2 separate regions of the Bos taurus genome follow, and region 1 is linked to region 2. A link is a contact called in public Hi-C data. All regions are on one chromosome and are shown on one strand. Each heading gives the region's core, a stretch centred on a gene start, on an enhancer-like site or on the middle of the called end of the contact. The rest is flanking DNA. Distances are from core to core; before and after follow the strand shown.

Evidence for each region. A called contact is a pair of places that touch in the nucleus more often than the background predicts.
Region 1: a Hi-C map of skeletal muscle shows a contact between it and region 2, with 10 times the contacts expected there. The contact joins the promoter of TMEM250 here to the promoter of UBAC1 in region 2. A contact is called at or near these places in 4 of 11 Hi-C or Micro-C datasets (blastocyst, liver, skeletal muscle and 1 more).

The regions. Positions count from the first base shown.
Region 1 is chr11:103,617,291-103,619,990 of ARS-UCD2.0, reverse strand. It overlaps TMEM250 (transmembrane protein 250), which reads left to right and starts at 1,352. Exons shown (of 2, transcript XM_002691657.6): 1 at 1,352-1,423.
Region 2 is chr11:103,480,628-103,483,327 of ARS-UCD2.0, reverse strand. UBAC1 (UBA domain containing 1) reads left to right here and starts at 1,447. Exons shown (of 11, transcript NM_001076281.1): 1 at 1,447-1,487; 2 at 1,554-1,776. The coding sequence starts at 1,639.

The DNA of each region.
Region 1 (2,700 bases), core at 103-2,602, 140 kb before region 2:
CGTAGCAGAGTGTGTGGTCAGGAGAAGTGCAGTTTGTGAAGCTTCTGGAGTTGTTTAATCGTGTGAGTGTGTGGACTAGGTCATGACGTAGAGAGACATCTATCTTATCGTGTGGCCTGTGGTAAGGAAACTGAGCCAGTGGGAGAGGCCGATCCATCAACGAATCTTTGAGCTTTTGAGGTGGAGAAAGGGTATGGTTGAGATTAGTCAGAACCACTAATTCCCACCAAGGGGAGGGGGTGGCCAGGGAAGGGGTGGCACACAGTTGGAGGCGGTCTCCCAGAGGTGGGGATAGTGACTGGGGTTTTAAAGGGTGAATAGGAGCTCACTGGGTGAGGCAGAGGGACAGAAAAAGCTAGTGTGAAGGGACAAGGACAGGAGCAAGGGGGCCTCCTCACAGGGCTGAGGAGGGGGCCTGGACAGGGCGTCTCCAAGGGACAGGGCTGGACCCAGGTCTGGGGAAGAAAACCAGCACCCTGGGTTAGGGTACAAAGCAGGGATCAACTGCAGAGGCCCAGCCACAGAGAAGATGCAGTTTAAGAATCACTTCTTCTCTTCCATCCTCTCCTGCTGCCCCCTGACCTGATCTGGGCCCCTTCCTCCCCTCTCCACCATGACCGCGTCAGACTCTCCTCACCAGCAGAGCGGCAGCTGAAGGGACAGAACCACCATGCGTGTTCCCAGGCACCATGCTCCACCCCTAGGACAGGGCGGGGCGAGGGCTGGCTGGGGTCAGGACGTGCACGCCTGGTGCCGGTGCTGGCAGGTAGGGGCTCCAGCCCTGGAGGGTCAGCCAAGGGGAGGTCAACACCCAACTGTCTTCGGTAAAGGATGCCCGAGGAACTGGCCTCTACTAGAGCAACCGGTGGCAAAAACAACGACCAAGACCAGGACCCCAGGCACTGGGGGTGCAACCAGCTTCTTCCACGTGTGGAAACAGATTCTCCACACCCGACAGAACTCAGGTGTTACTTGCCAACTACATCCAAGGAGCGTTGTTTCCCCTACCCTGACCTCGACCGGATTAAAACACTTAAACACGTCTACACCGACATCCTCTCTCTCCCAGGGTCCCTACATGGGACCTTGACATCTGTGGGTGGTGTCAACCAGTCCGTCCTGACTCCCTACATTTGGGGACCTTGGGTGGTGTCCCCACTCCGCTCCAGACTCGCCAGACGGCCAACACGCAGGGCCGGGACCGACACCAGCAGCACCACGACCGAGGGCTCTTTACAGACCGCAAGACCGTCACTGACCCAAGGGCGCGCTCCTGCGCACTGCCCACAGCCTGGGGCACAGAGGCGCATGCGCAGAGGAGCTGCTGGGGGAGGGGGGGGCGCCGATGCGCAGATCCCCTATCTGCGCATGCGCAGGACGGGCCGAGGCGCAGACCGGGTACCTGGGGCGGTGTTGTCCGGGGGTACGTCACGGGCCGCGCGTCGGGCGCATACGCACGCACGCACGCACGCACGCTCAGGGGGCAAGCGCCGAGTTCCGGGCGCCCGGGGTCGACGCCGAAAAGGGGGAAGGGAGGCGCTGTCCGTTTCGGCCGGGCGGAGCGGGGGCGGGGGCGGCGGGGGCGGTGTGAGGAAAGTCCTACGGTGGCCGCAGAGGGACGGCGCTACGGCTCCCACGCGGGGCCAAACGCCGCCGGCCGCCGGGCGCGGGAGCCCCTGTCCCTTCGGGGCGGCCCCGGGCCGGGACGCTTGAGGGTCCGGGCCGCGCCGTCGGCACCATGCGGCCGCCCAACTCCTGGAGCCCCGAGGGACAGGGGGGCTCGCGGCTCGGGACGCCGGCGCGGAGAGGGCACCCGGTGAGCAGGCGGGGGTGCCCGGGCGGGGCGGGGCGGGGTGGGGCGGGGGCGGCTCCCAGGGGCGCCATGGGTCGGCCCCGCCTCTGGGGGTCGAGGGCCTAGCACTCAGCGGGCGGGGGTTGGGGAGACGCGTGGGTGTCGCCCCGGCCCCCCACCTGGAAGCCCGTGGCGCAGACCCGTTGCCCGCGGGCAGATGGACAACGGGAGGATGGCTAGCAGCCCGCACCCGGCTACGACCCCGCAGGAGCACCGACGTCTAAGTGCCATCAGATGCTGTCAGACCTGGTTCTGGCTGCAGCCTGCGGGCAGGGCTGGGCCTGTGAGCAGGGGAGGGTGGACGCGCCCGGCCTCCCCTTTCCTCCCGCTCTGGCCAGAGCAGCACGTGGGCGGCCGGAGAGGGAGCTAGCTAGCACGAGCCCCTCTGCAGGCCCCCAGGCTGCACGCCACGTGACGGGAGGCCGATGCCCTAGGCAGCGCCTCCCCCGGGCCTGTCGTCAACTTGCCGCTCCGATTTTACGCATCCTGTACTTCCAGTTCTGTGTTTTCCAGACACGACCCAGGCACAGCTATAAACGGTAGTTGCTAGGCAAAGCCAGAGAGCCACTTGCTATTTTCTCCTCTCTGGTGGTCCAGTCCCATGACCTGCGATGACACCACTGGCCAGCCCTGGGCTGCCATCTCCTCCTCTGCCAGGCATGGGCAGCCTTTGCCCAGTAATGCTTGCTTCCTACAGCACCCCTGGGAGCCCAGTGCTGCTGGCATCCCCATGGTGCAGAGCAGGAATGGTCTCAGAGGGTGAAGTGACCTGCCCAAGGTTACTCTCCTAGTGAAGGACAGCACCGGGGTTCAGGCGCCGCAGGGGGAGCCCAGAGCCCTGCGCCAGC
Region 2 (2,700 bases), core at 198-2,697:
CTTCCAGCATGCTTCCCGGGCAGCCCATCCTGGTGTCCTCCACTTCGCCTCTTCAGCCCTCTGATGCCGCTGTGTCCCATAAGCTCCCCTGGGCTACCCGCAAGCCCCGCTGTCCCCCCGCTGTCTCCTGCCTCGTGAGACCGTGTCTGCACAGTAGATGGCACTTGCACGGCCTGCGTGAGAAAGCCCACTCCCAGGGCGATAGTTTGGTCTCACGCCTTAATCGCGACTGGACCCCAGCGGAGGGTCTGGCTCATGGAGGCTATTGGTGAATGGTAAACTGAATAAAAGGAATTCACACACAAGCAGAATGATCACAGGGGAAAACAACGTGTATAAAACGGGAGAGATGCTGGAACCACCTCCCCATTTAGATCACCAGCCTCCGAGAATAGGGACGGCGTTGGCTTCATCTCTGCTCAGCAAAGATCCTTGAATGGACGAGATGGGAGAGTGCAGGGCAGTCACATGGTCCAGGCCTAGCCCGAACTGCAGAGTGCATACTGATATCTGTCACGCCCACGGAAATGAGTGTACTGAGTCCACCGGTCATGTTTCTTCCCTGTGGTGCTCATGTGCCTGTCTGAGGGCACCTCTATGGCTCTGCAGCCTGAGTGCTGGGCCCCACCCGCGTCCATGCCGGGGGCACAGGGGCAGGGCAGGAGAAACTGCACTTCTAACAAGCTCCCAGGTGCTGCTGGTCTGGGAACCACAAGCAGAGACTCTGCTTTAGTGCAATGCGGTCCTAAAGAAACAACAGCAGCCACATAGACAACCTAAAATCTAGCAGCCACAGCTTTAAAAAGTAAAAATAAACAGTGCCAACATATTTTACATAATCCATTCTATTATTCCAACACGTAGTCAATATATAAGGGCTTCCCTGGTGGCTCAGCTGGTAAAGAATCCGCCTGCAATGCCGGAGACCTGGGTTAGATCCCTGGGTTGGGAAGATCCCCTGGAGAAGGGAAAGGCTGCCCACTCCAGTATTCTGGCCTGGAGAATTCCATGGACCCTATAGTCCATGGGGTCGCAAGGAGTTGGACACGACTGAGCGACTTTCACCGACTCACTGTCAATATATAAACATTGTTGAGGTATTTTTCGTGCTCTTTTCCTGCCAACTCTTTAAGATTCAGTGTGCATTTTACACTGAGACCCATCTCAAAACAGACTCGTAAATGCACGGCTCCCACGTGGCCGGCGGCCCCCGACAGCACAGCGCAGGCAGGTACGGGACGAAGGAAGCGGCCCCCGAGAACTACAACTCCCGGCGCGCTCGGGTCGCGGCCAATGACGCACATTTGGCGCGGCGGCGACGGCGACGGCGAGGCAGCCGCAGGAGAACCACATCTCCCGGCGTGCTCCGGGTCACGCCCTGTGACGCACTTCCGGCGCGGCGGCGACAGCGCGCCCCCGGTGGATCGGCGGCGGGGCGAGGGGGACCGCTCGGGCGGGCTGGCGGTGGGGCGAGTGGCGGGCGGCCTGCCCACGGGAGAGCCGGGGGCGGGGCGGCGGCGGCCAGCGAGGGAGCGCGCGGGCGGCCTGGCCCCGCCCCCGGCCCGCCCGCCCTGGTGACCTTCAGGGACCGGGCGGCGGGCGCAGGCCCGAGGCCCTGGCGAAGGCGGCGGCGGCGAGATGTTCGTGCAGGAGGAGAAGATCTTTGCGGGCAAGGTGCTGCGGCTGCACGTCTGCGCGTCCGATGGCGCCGAGTGGTTGGAGGAGGCGACCGAGGACACCTCGGTGGAGAAGCTCAAGGACCGCTGCCTCAAGCACGTAAGGCCGGCCACAGCTCCAGACCTCCCTCCTTCTCCCGCCGCCCCCGACTCCCGCTGGACGCTGGGGCTCCGGACCGGGCGCTTTATCCTCTACCTCCTGGTCTAACTCCCCTCAAGACAGCCCGGGAGGCCGGGGCGCGTCGGGGACGCGGGCTGGGAGAGGCCAAGTCGCCGCCGGAACGGGGCCTCCTGCGGTTCCAGAATCCATCCGTCCGCGCTTGCTGTCGCGGCGAGGTTCCCGGAGCTGGGAGTTAGTGCCCAAGAAGGTAGAGAGAGACCCGCCAGGAGAAGCGCCTTCCCCTGACCTTGCAGAGCCGGCTGCTTGGAGCCGTTTTCTGGGGCTGGCATGGGGGCCGGCGCCTGGCTCTGGCCACTGGTGCGCCCCCGCACCCCCTCACCGTGGTTGGAATCACTTAAAATAGTGTGGCTTGGCCCAACTGGTCCATGCACCCCTTGCTATCCTCGGCCTTTACGTGGATTACGCGGGCAGGTCGGGGAGAGGGCCATTTTTTAAAGTTTGTTGAGGTGAAGCACCGTTTGTAGGTTCCTCAGAGGGCTAGTCTTTGCCTATCTCTTTAAGCTTCTCGACTCTGTAAGGCAGGCCAAGACATCTGTCTGTGTGACTCAGGCTGCCTCAGGAAACTCTATCCTTTGCACGGTCTAGAATCTCCATGTCAGAATTTAGGACAAAGGAGGCCACAGCCTCTCACTGCGTGCCTCGTGTAAAAAGTGTGCCTGTATGCCGTCTACTCACACGTTTGTTCCGGGCCCACCAAGAGGCTAGCCCTGGTCCCTTCTGGTGTGGTCTCCAAGCACAGACTTCCAGCTATTGTTTTAGTGACTCCCGCAAAATGATGTCGGGTCCTTTTGGGAGTACGGTTCTGTGGAGTTGTTCTGTAATTGTCGCAAGCATGCCAGAGAG